Linked DNA regions of Sus scrofa: region 2 is linked to region 1. A link is a contact called in public Hi-C data. All regions are on one chromosome and are shown on one strand. Each heading gives the region's core, a stretch centred on a gene start, on an enhancer-like site or on the middle of the called end of the contact. The rest is flanking DNA. Distances are from core to core; before and after follow the strand shown. Region 1 holds the start of USP45 (ubiquitin carboxyl-terminal hydrolase 45). Region 2 holds the start of ASCC3 (activating signal cointegrator 1 complex subunit 3).

Evidence for each region. A called contact is a pair of places that touch in the nucleus more often than the background predicts.
Region 2: a contact with region 1 is called in a Hi-C map of heart right ventricle, with 6 times the contacts expected there. The contact joins the promoter of ASCC3 here to the promoter of USP45 in region 1. A contact is called at or near these places in 1 of 5 promoter capture datasets (liver) and 1 of 47 Hi-C or Micro-C datasets (heart right ventricle).

Annotation. Positions count from the first base shown.
Region 1 is chr1:66,452,305-66,459,387 of Sscrofa11.1, reverse strand. USP45 (ubiquitin carboxyl-terminal hydrolase 45) reads left to right here and starts at 4,582. Exons shown (of 18, transcript XM_013992722.2): 1 at 4,582-4,677. It overlaps TSTD3 (thiosulfate sulfurtransferase/rhodanese-like domain-containing protein 3), which reads right to left and starts at 346. Exons shown (of 5, transcript XM_013992718.2): 1 at 292-346. The coding sequence starts at 346.
Region 2 is chr1:67,651,063-67,658,641 of Sscrofa11.1, reverse strand. ASCC3 (activating signal cointegrator 1 complex subunit 3) reads left to right here and starts at 1,562. Exons shown (of 42, transcript XM_021090356.1): 1 at 1,562-1,861. LOC110260404 (a long non-coding RNA gene) reads right to left here and starts at 1,472. Exons shown (of 3, transcript XR_002343650.1): 1 at 1,286-1,472.

The DNA of each region.
Region 1 (7,083 bases), core at 3,333-5,832:
TGCAGACGCGGCTCGGATCCCACGTTGCTCTGGCTCTGGCGTAGGCCTGTGGCTACAGCTCCAATTCGACCCCTAGCCTGGGCACCTCCATATGCCGCGGGAGCGGCCCAAGAAATAGCAAAAAGACAAAAATAAAATAAAATAAAATGTGTTCATTTCCAATTGCTACTATAACAAATTACCACAAATTTATTATGTAGTTTTGTAGGTTACAGGTCATTCAGCTAAAGTTAAGGTGTCAGCAAGCCTGCGCTCCTTCTGAAGGCTATAGGGGAGAATTTCTTTGCTTACCTTTGCATCTGCTGGAGGCTGCCTGTATTCCTTGACTGGTGGTCCCTTTCTCCATTTTCAAAGCCAGCAGTTTAGCATCTTCAAATCTCTCCTAACTCTGATTTCTGCTTCTGTTGTCACATCCACTTCTCTTCCTCTAACCCTTCCGCCTCCCTTTCATAAGGACTTTTGTGATTACACTGGGACCACTAAGATAATCTTAATTATATGTGCAAAATCCTTTTGCCATTTAAAGTAATATATTCATAGGTTCTGAGTATTAGAACATCTTGGTATGTGTGTTGGGTGTGTGTAGGTCACAACTATGCCTCAAGTCCAATCCCCGGCCCAGGAACCCCATATGCCACAGGAGCAGCCAAAAAAGGGGTGGAAAAAGCATTAAAGTTATTCAGTGTTCAATAATCAATAAAATCACTTCAATTTTCTAAACCAGTGACATCACTTATAATTACGTTTTTCCAAATCATTTGGAGTTTAACTATAGTCTCTGTGTAATCTGTTTTGGGGACTGACTTCTTAAATTTTATTTTATTTTATTATTATTAAAGTATTGTTGATTTACAATGTTTCATTAAGTTCTGTTGTACAACAAAGTGTCCCAATCACACACTTCCCTATCCATTCCAAATATAACAGTTTGCATCCCCAAGACTCCCAAAATGCCCATCCATCCCACTCCCTCCCTTTTCCCCCTGGGAACACCAAGTCCACTCTTCTTGGCCAAGATCTGTTTCTGGTTTTTGTTTGCTTGTTTGTTTGTTATTTTTAGATAGGATCATCTGTTCCATATTTTAGATTCCACAAATAAGAGATATCATATGGTATTCGTCTTTCTCTTTCTGGCTTACATCACTTAGTACGAGAGTCTCTAGTTCCATCCGTGTTACTGCAAGTGGTGTTAGTTTGTCATTTTTATGGATGAGTAATATTCCATTGCATGCATATGTACCACAGCTTCTTAATCTGGGGATTGACTTTGAACTAAGATGTCATTATATATTGTACTCTCTATGGCATCCCCATCATAAACCACAGATAGCATGGACACAGATATGGAAACAGTGTACTTGGCCTCAGTGAATCACATTTAATTTAATTTACACTTTTGTGAGAACACATATTACTAAACAATTCTTTTTCAAGTGTTCATGACTAATTATTTCAGAAATATTTTTCTGTTCTGAAAAGATGAATATGCCCTCCTGTAACTAGCACAGTGCCAAATTTGGTTTATTTAAGAGAACTTAGAGCAAAAAGATTGTGTCAAACAAGAATATCGATCCCTGCTCCTTGGACAAGTATCCGAGTTCTTCCTTCAAAGTCAGTGTGATGGGGGGAAGTAAGGCTCAAAATGAGATGAAAAGGAAAGAAATAATTTGACACTTCTAGGAAAGGTCTACTACTGCTGAGTTGATACAAATCATTAATTCTCAAACGACTCTTTTTTTTGCCACAATGCAAGTGAAGAACAATTGAAAGGAGGAGGGTTTTAACAGACTTGAGATTTTTCCCATTTCTTCCTAAATCAACATCAAACCCCCAGATTTTAGACAAATCGAATGAAGAGTTAGGAAATGTGTGTCTTTCATGCAACGTTCTTTTGAAGAATTTTTATTAAAACTTAAAATGAGCATCTGTTGACTCAGCATTTTCACTAATAGTTTACCTACCTAAAATATCTGCACAAGTAGGCAAAGATTAAAGTATATCACCAGGGGACTGATTGGGAAAAAATGATACATCCATCACTGGAGTTTTAAGCCAACTAGTCAAAACAATGGGGCTAATGTAGAGATACGTCTAAGACATAAAATCAAGTGAAAAAAATCAAGTTGTAGGCTACAACATAGACCATAATCTAACCTGACTTTTAAATTTTAACAAGTGATAGTCATGTAAAAATGTAGTACAAATGCATATTGTATATGCAAAGACAATTCCTGAAACTATACACAAGAAACAGCAAATAGGGGAAAGACAACGTTACCTCTGAGGAAAGGAAATGAGAGTGTGGGAAGGAGGAAAAGATGAGGAACTTTATACCAAACTCCTATGTATTACTTTTATTATAAAGAGTGCATCTTTAAAAATAAATGATAGGGAGTTCCCTAGTGGTCTAGTGGTTAGGATTTGGTGCTTTCACCAGTGAGGTCAGGGTTCAGTCTCTGGTCTGGGAATTGAGTTCCCACATCCAGCCACTGTATGCTGGCAGCAAACAAACAAACCAAAAAACCATGGTAAAAACTGTAAAGATATATGCATAGCCTATAGCTTAGTAAAGTTTACATATATTTCCAGGCAGAACAAGAAGATAAAATGAAGATATTTAACTTATTTGAAATATATACACAGATGAGTTTTTACATTTCTATTTGGTACTTTGTTATAATGTTTTTGCAATAGCACTAAAAATACACTTATTAGGTACCATCTGAAAATAATTTCCAGGAGTTCTCTTGTGGCACAGTGGGCTAAGGAGCCAGCATTGTCACTGCAGCAGCTTGGGTCACTGACATGTGGGTTGGGAACTTCCACATGTCACCGGTACAGCCAACAACAACAACAAATTAAAATTAAATAAATAAATAAAAGCAATTAGGTTTCCAAAGAAAATAATAATAATTTCCTTCCTTTGAAGGATCTATCAAAGAGTAAATTTTACTTTCAAGTAAGTGAAAAGTAAATAATTTGAAGAACATCAGAAACAAAAACTTAGTGTTAGACAATTTTCCCTAACTCATGCCAAGTTTTCAAATGGAGATTGCAATCTCTGGAGATTTTGATTATGCTAAGAGTGTATCTGCTAGAAATGAAGACAGCATTTTTGGAGATTTTGGTTATGCTAAGAGTGTATCTGCTAGAAATGAAGACAGCTTTCGGATTTTTGTCATTTTTCAAGAAAGATTTAAGTAGGAGTTCCCATCGTGGCACAGAGGAAACGAATCCAATTAGGAACCATGAGGTTGCGGTTCTATCTCTAGCCTTGCTCAGGGGATTAAGGATCTGGCGTTGCCATGAGCTGTGGTGTAGGTCACAGACCCGGCTCGGATCTGGCATTGCTGTGGTTCCGGTGTAGGTTGGCAGCTGTAGCTCTGATTGGACCCCTAGCCTTGGGAACCTCCATGTGCCACAGGTGCTGCCCTAAAAAGACAAAAAAAGAAAGAAAGATTTAAGTATTAAATGATGATTTGCATAATTCCTAAATTTCTTTAGGAAGAGGACATAAACTTCAATTTTCAAATTCAGTCTTCTCTTTTTTTCCCTCTGTAAATTGGATTCCAACATAGGACACAATTTAAACATTCCTTTTACTGAAATGCAATTCAGCTTTCAAATTATGCAGATTTGCTTAAGATTACATGTCCTTTACCCCTCCATGTTCTGTTTCAAATCTGATGTTAAATGATTTATGATGTAGACAGTTTTGTTTTGACTTACATGGCCTATTCTTATTTGGTGATTATTTTCTTTTTCTCTTGGGAAAAAAAAAATTCCCTCACCCTGAAATTTGATTATGTACTTCGATACATAGTGGCCCACACATTTGTACTCAGTTACAGTTGTTGAATGAATGGTTTCAATACATACAATGCAAATATCTAGTAATCTCCTTTTCAAGTTTGCTATATGGAAATAATTTTACCTCTTTTGTAAGAAATGAACAAGAGTTTTAAAGGGAGAATCAGTTTTTGGATTTATTTCTAGTAACTTTGACTCATAATCCAAGGCTCTATCCATAAGGCCATCTGTTCCTTGGCTGAAATTACGAAAGCTTATAAGACTTGTACAGTTTATCCACAACCAGTGTTGATTTTTATGATTATCATTCAAACGAAGTATTTTTCAACCAACTATTTTTACTAAACATATGCAAAGAGCAAACCACTTTAACAGATGAAAAGATACATGTATAGGTCAAGAAATTAACTGTCAAAGAAGAGAGAACAACGGGTAAGACAATAATAATGGGAAAAAGCAAGAAAATATATGATGTTAGATATGAGTTTACTGCACAGTAGAAATGTGACGCTGGAAAGTCGGAAGTTGTTTGAGCGGTCTGCACAGCAACAAGTGGGACTCAATTTCGACTCCGAGCTGCGAATTCCAGGCCACTGCCAGGATCCAATTGTGAGTCTATTTACATTACTATAAGATTAGCCAGGGCCTACTCAGCCCTGCAAACCTAGAGGACGCGGGACTGACGCAAGCCAGACCCGCCCTATCCATACCCAACTCCTGGTGCGCGTCCACGCGAGGGGCGGTCCCGAACCCCCACCCTCCTGTGGCGTGGGGGCGGCACATGAGGCCCCGCCCCCGCTAGCGGGAGAGACGGCCGCGCAGGCGCAGTTTCTTCTGGTTGTAGACGCGGCTGCTCGGCCCGGCAGGGTGAGTCCGGGGTGCGGTGCTGGGGTCGCCCCAGTTTCTCTGTCTTCGTTCCTGACCCCTTGTGGCGTGACCCGCCGGGGAGAGAAGCCCCTTCCGCTCCCTCACCTTTCCGATCCTTGGGGGCGCCAGGAGGTCACCAACAGCCGCGTGAGCGCTGCCGGGCCGGCCAGGCATCCGGGCCGCGGCGGGGGGAGCCGGGGAGGCGGGGCGGGGACAGGGGCCGCCTCACCTTGACCTAGGGGCGCGTTCGCTCAGCACCCTTCCGGCTTCCCACATCCCCTCGCTCACACCTCCCAGCTCACTTTCTTTTCAGAAATTTTGGATGTTTTTGTGACCGGAGGAAGCGTGTCTTAGGACGGGTTTCTGGCAGTATCGTGTAGTATTAGGAACCTGGAGTTGGACTGTCTGGGTCCAAATCCTCATCCATCACTTAGTGGCTCCTGGCCTCTGCAAGTCCCCTAACCCCTTTGTGTCTCAGTTTAAGCATAAAATGGGGGGAGGGGGGACAATAGTAACCTATCTCATAAGATGGTTGTTATGATTGTAATTGTGAGGATCAGGTGGGTTAGTTATCTCTGAAGTGCTTAGAACCTAATGAGATTCATGCACAATTAAATACGTAAGTGCAAGTGCATCTTTTTGAGCCTGGTATCTAAAAGGAGAGTTTTGTCTTTCTCCGCCCTTCCCCAGAACCCCTGCCAAAAATAATTGCCCAAGACTGGGGGAAATTTTTTTTTTTCTTTTTTCAGAGTAGGGGCTTTTGTATGCATGGCCTTTTTAAAAAATGAAACATTTCTAAACAATTTAGTTGCACATCCTACCTTAGAGAAAAGACAGATTAGGGTAATGCAGAAGTTGAGTTGAAAACTGGAAGAACTTAATTTGTGCTGAAAAGATTTAACATAGTAGGCCTGAGACTGCTCTCCTTAGAAGGTTCCGCTTGCAGAGTTGGGCCTTGCTTAGCATCTGGGAACAATATGCTGTAGGATACAGTTTATGCAGAAGTTAGCAGCTTCCATAAATATCCCATGCCTGTGAGTCTGTAATAAATTTCCCTGAGCAGAAACATTGCACAGACATTATTGGATTTTACTCATTGTGGGGAAGAGTGTGGTTTGTTTGACCCCTCCTGGGAGGGTGAGAACCTGAGGAAGCCTGCACATGAATTCCTCTGGACTTGGCCTGTGTCTTTTTCCCTGTGATCAGTCTGTGTGTCCATATTACCTTGCTGTAATAAATTTTAGCCATGAGTCTAACTATATGCTGGGTCTCGTGAGTCTTTCTAGTGGATCTCCAAATGGGAGGGTGGTATTGGAACTCCCCAGATGCAGTATTGGTGACAGTATTTGAAGCTCTACCATTGGACTTTCATTTTGTCTCTTTTTTCCTGAAAGGGGAATTGAAAAATAAAGCCATACAGATAAGTGATGCCAAATAGTGGGTTACTGTCCAAAAATGAGTCTATGTTTAGACATACTGCATGTGTCAGAAAAATCACTGGACATTGATTCGACATGGCCAAGTTAAGTTAGAGTCAGTGCATTTGAAAATAGGCATAGGTCTTTTATAGATCACAGGTCAAATGACTTGTTCTTTTGGGTATTCTGCCAGCCTTAGCTATGTGTTAATGCTCATTTATATCAAACTCTCATGGGGAGTGAAAAAATGACTAATTTCTCATGGGATTCTGTTATGTCTATTTTCAGGGCAGCAAGTTAAAAGTTTGAGGGTAGAAAGATCAGATTTGCTATCTGATTATGTCTCTTTTCTCTCAGTAAAACAGAATACCAGATTATATTTGGAGGAGTAGGGAAAGGAGGAGTAGGAGGTTTGGGAGATTGCCAAATGGCTCTGTAAGTAAGTTGGCCAGAAGGTGTAGTAGATGATGGGATGTCTTGATCCATGTGAGATTGTGACTGAAGTTAGCAGACCCAGTTTCCTTTCTTGCAAGACTTTCTCCAGCCTACTTGGATGCAGACATGAGGAAAGTGGCTAATAATCCTAGAAAGAGCTCATCTAGGATTGGGGTTCTGTTAGTGGAGTGGTCTGGTGGTCATTAAGGCTGTGCACACATATTGTGTTCTTTCTGGGTACATGATAATGTTACAGTCTTTGTTCACATATCCTCTCCTCATGCCCACCCCCAGCCCCCTTGTCTACTTGAAGATGACTGTGGCCATATGACTTGCTTTGGCCAGTAGTATATAAGCAGACATGTGTCACTTGCAAATGAAGCTTGAAGAACCAGGACTCCATTTGCCACTTGCCTTTCTTCCTTCCCTGCTATGGTGATTGTGGAAGCACTCGCTGAGATGCAGCCTCTTGTCACCCTGTGCACTAGAGGAGGGTAGGAGTGGCTGACCATGAAAGCTGGAAGAACTCAACGTTGTGATCAGATAATGGAAC
Region 2 (7,579 bases), core at 313-2,812, 1.2 Mb before region 1:
CCAAATATTATCTCAACATATCATCAACATAAGAATTAAGATATTTTACATTTTTTTCTTTGTACTAATTCTTTGAAATATGGTGTGTATTTCATATTCAATTTGGACCAGCCACATTTCATACTTGGCTAGTGGCTATCCTACTGAACAGGGCAGTTCTAAGTATAGTCTAGATGTCCTTCTTGTCCCTTAAGCCTCTGAACTGTGGTGAGAACAATCTGTCATGTGAGTTCTAAGAACATATTGTTAGTATCTCTCATTATCATATGACATCCCTAAATTATTTACTTTTCGATGCATTTGTCTTCTCTCATAGCTAACCTGTAAATTCTTTTAGGGCTGGAATCATGAACTAATAAACTCTCAAGGTTGTAAATATTTTTAACAAAACCACCAGCTAAGTCTTCTCTTGATTCATGGTGTCCCTGCAACTAGTTCCTCTTAAGTAAGCCTCTGGAATTTACTTAAAGTCAAATCCAGTCGTCAAGGCCTCCAAGCAACCTAAAGCAGACAACTTCTCTGGCTAGTGCTAGTAGGGCATCTTCTTTTTGGGATCTGAAATCATTTCTCTCAAGTCTGCATCTCTTGAACTCACATGAAACAAATCTATGCAACGTGATGAATTTTTAGTATGTGGAGATAGTCTCAGTAGCTTTCTCTCTTCTATGCGACTCTTCCCAAGTACAAAGAGTACTTCATCTGCCATGCTTTTGAGTGCTCCTCATCATTTTGCTCCTCTCTGAAATAATTCCCACTTCTCTGAGGTCTTAAGTGTTTGATCTAGAACTGAATACAGAAATCCAGAAGAAGTTTGGCCAGTGAAGCGGATAATTGGATCCCTATCGGCTACTTCACTAGAAAACAGGGTTCTACAGGGCGTCAAGACAGTCCATATGAGGGCAATGGAAGAGAAAAAGGGAACCATGATACATTGTTAACTCATACCGCCTCTGCATGCCATGCTTTAGTCTAGAACTGTACTCACATACACCACACAGTTCTTGAAGTGAGGTTTCCTTAATATCATCTTCCTGATTTTCAATTGAGCCAAGGAATTTTCAGGTTTTGTTTTTGTGGGGTTCATGTGAGAAAAGGACCGGCTGGAAGAGGAAACTTTAAACTCTAAAATCAGAATTTAGAAAGCTTAAGGAAAGTGGAACATGAGACCAAGGAACCATGTATAAAGACCAGCAGCCAGGATTTCTGGCTGGTGATGACGATGGCAATTACCCAGTTCTTCATTCACACTCAGGGCTTTCTCTCCTTTAACTGTAACAGGAATTACCTCCTCCACGTCTCCACTTTACAGAGAAGGGCGGAGAGAAGATGCAGCCGACTCAAGTAATTGCACGGAAAAACGCTCAGGTCCGACCTGGTGGGGGCACCCAAAAGACTCGGAGTCCCTGGAACGCGCGCGCACGCGCCCAATGCCCGTCCGGGGGCGCGCCCTCGCGGCAAGTCTGCTTCCTCTCAGCCTGGTTCGGCGGGCGAGAGGCGGGTCGGCGGCGCGCGCACCCGGGCGGGGTGGGGCTTGGGGGAGCCGACGTGCCGACGTTGGCGCCGCTGCGGGCGGGTGACGTGTAGGCGCGCGCCTGCCCTGCCCCCTCCCTCCTCGCCGGGGCTGAGCGTCTGTCCCGCGGTCGGGCAGTCCTCGCGGACCCTGCTGGGTCAGTGGGAGGGTGCCGGCCATCCCGGCGTGGGGTGCGGACGAGGACGTGGCGGGACAGCTTCCCGCTGGCATCCTCACCTCTGCCTTCCGCTCCCCAGCCGGCGTGGGAAGTAAAGATCAAACTGAAAGGGAGGAAGGCGCGGAGGCAGGAGCTTGCGGAGTGATGGGAAGCCCATGAACCAGGGCCAAAAGGTGAGGAGGTGGCACTGGGAGAAGGGGTGCAGTGGCCTGGGGAAGCCGGTGGCAGGCGGAGCCTCGAGGGCACGCGACGCAGTCGGGGTACCCCTCGGGCGATTCTCCTGCCCTGGAGGCAAGCCCAGACCTGTCATCCCTCTCGGGACCGAAGACTTGTCCGTGGTCTCCGATGGTCTCGTCCTACTCCTGAAATTTGTAGATGGGCCTGGGGATCAAAAATGAACCCGAGGCAGATGTTGCCAGGGTGTTAGGCCACAACGTGATGACCAGATGGGTGATTTTTTTTTTTTTTCCCTGTGCATGGGCTGTGTATTTTAATTAGGTTTTTTTTTTTTTTTTTTTTTGGTTACAAAGATGTGATAACTTTTTCGCTTTCTTCCGGTGGACTTTGGGAGTGAAATAAGCTTCCTTGTATTTTTTTACTTACACACTGAAAAGACTGGGTAGGGAGTGACCCATAGTGAATTGTGGGTGAATTTAGCAACCGAGGAGTCTAGAATGTTACTTTGAAGTAAGAGTGTTCTGTGTGCGAGTGTGCTACTGAGGTGTTGTGGATACCTGGGCATTTCTTTTAAATAGGCTTTTTGTGATACATTACTTTATCTGAATGCAGTGTGTTCATGTATTTTGCTATTCTCTGGTTTAAAAGAGGCTTCATTTTAGCAGTAACTAAAAGTTTGGTAAGTGGTATCACATGTGCAGTTCAAACTGGTAATCATATTTTTGTCTTTCTTGCCCTAAGTAAAATGAGCGTGAATAGGTGTTATCTGCCTCACCAGATTTCATATTTCATAGATGGAAATCATTTTTCTGATTTTCGAAGTGTTCTCAAAAGTCGAGAATTCAGTTTTTGATTCCTCCCTGTACTGTGCTCCTGTTCATGTATCTTTTATTTTGGTTGTAATAATATTCTTATTTATTTATTTTTGTCTTTTTGCCCTTTCTTGAGCAGCTCCCTTGGCATATGGAGGTTCCCAGGCTAGGGGTCTAATCGGAGCTGTAGCAGCCGGCTTATGCCAGAGCCACAGCAACACCAGATGTGAGCTGCGTCTGCAACCCACCCCACAGCTCACCGCAACACCAGGTCCTTAACCCACTGAGCAAAGTCAGGGATCAAACCCACAACCTCATGGTTCCTAGTTGAATTCGTTAACCACTGCGCTACGACGGGAACTCCTATAATAATATTCTTTTTTGTTTTGTTTTGTTTTTTGCCTTTTCTAGGGCCGCTCCGCGGCATATGGAGGTTCCCAGGCTAGGGGTCTAATCAGAGCTGTAGCCACCAGCCTACGCCAGAGCCACAGCAACTCGGGATCCGAGCCGCATCTGCAGCCTACACCACAGCTCACGGCAATGCCAGATCCTTAACCCACTGAGCAAGGCCAGGGATTGAACCTGAAACCTCATGGTTCCTAGTCGGATTCATTAACCACTGTAGCTCCACGGGAACTCCTATAATAATATTCTCGCGTTAAGAATGGCCCTTAGGGAGTTCCCATTGTGGCTCAGTGGTTAACGAATCCGACTAGGAACCATGAGGTTGAGGGTTCAATCCCTGGCCTTGCTCAGTGGGTTAAGGATCCCGCATTGCCATGAGCTGTGGTGTGGGTTGCAGACGCGGCTCCAATCCCACGTTGCTGTGGCTCTGGCTTAGGCCAGTGGCTACAGCTCCAATTAGACCCCTAGCCTGGGAACCTCCATATGCTGAGGGAGCGGCTCAAGAAAAGGGCAAAAAAAGGAAAAAAAAAAGATGGTCCTTAGAGATGCCAGTTAAGTGTAAGCTAAATATTTTAGTGAATTGTTATTTGAGTGAATTAAGTTTTCATTGCTTAACTTTGTGATCCCTGCTGAATAGATTTAGCTTTCAGTTGTCATTCATTTACTCATGTCTTCACATCTACTGGGCATTATGCTAGGCCTAGGGATTTGAGAGATGAGGATGTCTGTACTTACAGAACTTTTGATAGAGAATTCTAACTAGGGTTCCTCTTGGTGCCATGGATTGCTAGTTGACCTAAGCAGTCTTTTTGCAATAAGTTATTGTCAGTGTTTATATGTAAGTGATGTTGAAAGAGGAGCAGATCATTTTACTTACTTGAACACCATATCTTGATTTTGCCTTTGACCAAAAAGATACTTGTATTTTGCTAGTTAAGAGGAGTAAGTTTTCTTTTTGCGAAGTTGGCTTAATTAGCTTAATTATAAAGTTCACAGTTGGAAATCAGTTTCTGCCTGAAAAATAATACTTTGTTTCCAGTTTTACATTGGTCTGATTGATTTATTTTTTAATAACTTGTAATTCATAAGAGGTCTATGCCCAAAGCATATTCATCAGGAAAATGTATAAACTTGTTGATTGAAGTAAATGTGTTGCCCTATAGTACCTTCCATGGGGAGGTAGTTAGCATAAGCCCTTTCAGTACGGAATAGTGCCGATGTAGTATGGCACAGTTTTCAACTTTGAGCAGATATCTACCTGAAACTGAAATCTTAGTAAACACACATTTATGGAAAGAAAAAATGCATAATTACAAAGGAGGAGTGAGTAAGGTATCTAGTATGTATTTAGTAAGCATCCGAAGGCAAGCATTACGTGACTATAATCCTACATTGTTCTCTAAAGTTACCTGAAGTAGGGATTGGATCTTATTTCTTGTCTCTTTTGCCTGGTTTAGTACTAGAACACAGCTGACAGACCCATATAGATGTTCATTCATTCAGTATGTTCCATCTCATTTGAGTAGTATTTTGCTTGTAAATGGGCAAGCATGTATGTTTGAGTGAGTTTGTCTGCAGTTTGTCAGTGTCATTTTCCTGCTCTCCATTGACTATGATAATATCTTCTAGATTGTCCTAATTTATTTCTAAAACTATGTCCCTGTGATTCAGAGTTAATAAAATTAAATTCATGTTTGATTATTTTAATTTAATTAGATTATTCTGCTTGAAAAGAGCATTAAAAAGTCATTTTGTAATCCCTCATTTATAAGAAAATTGATACCTCAAAAAGTTACTGATTTTTTTACCATCAGACAAAAATTGGCATGTAAACTAATTTTATTTTTATTCTTCTTCCTGCTACATTCTGCCTCATCATTGTTATTTGAATAGAATCATTCTTGGGGAGCTTTATAAATTAAGGTAGATTCCCATTTTATCTTCCTGGTTTTGGAGTTTTGGGCTAGTTTTCCTCCACTTCCCTCTTCAAAGAAAATTCTTAGGAATTGCATTCATTATCAAAGATTTGAACCGACGTGGAAACTTAGGGTGGAATTTGTTAATTAATTAATTGAAAAATGTAATATGTAATAAATTTACAGGTTACAGTAAGCATTCTCAGGATATGTTTTAGTGAGATAATTGGCAAGAAATATTTATTTATTTATCTTTTTTAGGGCCGCACCTGCACCATATGGAGGTTCCCAGGCTGGGGGTCGAATCAAAGCTGTAGCTGCTGGTCTACACCACAGCCACAGCAGTGCCTGATTTGAGCCGCATCTGCGACCTACACCATAGCTTATGGCAATTCCATATCCTTAACCCACTGAGCAAGACCAGAAATCTGACCTGGGTCCTCATGGATGCTAGTCAGATTCCTTTCTGCTGAGCCATGACAGGGACTCTGAAATTTTTGTATTTGAAGAAGAGAGTTACATCTAGTTGTATAATGACTAAGCCAAAGATTGTCAAATTAATCATAATTTCTGGGGGTGGTGCTGTAAATGTAGTTTTCAATCCCATTCTTGGGTATCTATCCGGACAAAACTCTACTTAAAAGAGACACGTGCACCTGCATGTTCATTGCAGCACTATTCACAATAGCCAGGGCATGGAAACAACCCAAATGTCCATCGACAGATGATTGGATTCAGAAGATGTGGTATAGATGCACAATGGAATACTACTCAGCCATAAAAAAGAACAAAATAATGCCATTTGCAGCAACATGGATGGAACTAGAGAATCTCATCCTGAGTGAAATGAGCCAGAAAGACAAAGACAAATACCATATGATATCACTTATAACTGGAATCTAATATCCAGCACAGATGAACATCTCCTCAGAAAAGAAAATCATGGACTTGGGAGAAGAGACTTGTGGCTGCCTGATGGGAGGGGGAGGGAGTGGGAGGGATCGGGAGCTTGGGCTTATCAGACACAACTTAGAATAGATTTACAAGGAGATCCTGCTGAGTAGCATTGAGAACTGTGTCTAGATACTCATGTTGCAACAGAAGAAAGGGTGGGGGAAAAATGTAATTGTAATGTATACATGTAAGGATAACCTGACCCCCTTGCTGTACAGTGGGAAAATAAAAAAAATTATATAAAAAATATTTGGAACGGAAAAAAAATAAAAAGGAAAGAAACAAATATAAAAAGTAGAAAAAAAGAAAAAAATGTCTGTTTTCATGAGACTGCCCAGCGAGTCCAATATCACCAATTCATATTGTTGAAGAACTTTTACATTAAAGCATATGAATTCAGGAGCCTTTTAATTTTGGAGAATATCTATTCTGTTAAGCCAGAACTTTTTTGGGGGGGGGGCGCTTTTTGCCTTTTGTAGGGCCGCTCCCGCGGCATATGGAGGTCCCCAGGCTAGGGGTCAAATCAAGCTGTAGCCACCTGCCTACGCCTGAGCCACAGCAACAGGGGATCTGAGCCGCGTTTGCAACCTACACCACAGCTCATGACAATGCCATATCTTTAACTGAGCAAGGCCGGGGATAGAACCCTCAACCTCATGGTTCTAGTGGGATTCATTAACCGCTGAGCCACGGCGGGAACTCTAGTTAAGCCAGGACTTTGAAAAGAGGAATGTAGTTTATCTCAGAATTATGGAGTAGTTAGGGAAGCAGTTGCTAATGTTTTCCAGTGTTTTTCAAAGACTTGCTAGGTCATTTTCAAATTCAGTGACTAGCAAGTTACTCAGTTGTGTATAGCTAAGAAGCATGGCATATACATTTGATAAAGGAAAACTTGGAGTTCCCATTGTGGCTCAGTGGTTAACGAATCCGACTAAGAACCGTGAGGTTGCGGGTTCAATCCCTGGCCTTGCCCAGTGGGTTAAGATCTGGCATTGCCGTGAGCTGTGGTGTAGGTTGCAGACGCGGTTCAGATCCCGCGTTGCTATGGCTCTGGCGTAGCCTTAGCAGCTACAGCTCTGATTAGACCCCTAGCCTGGGAACCTCCATATGCTGCAGGTGTAGCCCTACAAAAGACAAAAAAAAAAAAAAAAAAAAAAAAAAGAAAACTTATATTCCATATTCCATTCCAAGTGAGGATATCCTTGTTTACTGATGAGGCTTCTACTTGCCTTTGTAGGAAAATTCTTGAAAGTGAATAAAATGCCCAACAGGCTAATCAGATGGAATGATATAAAAATACTAGGAGTTCCCTTGGTGGGCACAGCCAAAAAAAAAAAAGTGGAGCTCCCTTGTGGCTCAGCAGGGTTAAGGATCCAGTGTTGTCACTGCTGTGGCACAGGTTTAATCCCTGGCTCCAGAGCTTCCACATGCTGCAAGTGTGGGCAAAAATGTTAAATTCTACTCTTATTTATAAAAAGAAATAACTAAGTCTTCATCTTGATTTTAAAAACTTAATTATAAAGTTATACATAAATTATTTATAAGAAATTAATATGAGCACAGTACTCAGTTTGCAGAAATAATTTCAGTGCATCTTTCCCCAGTGTGCTGCTGTTCAAGAGTGCCT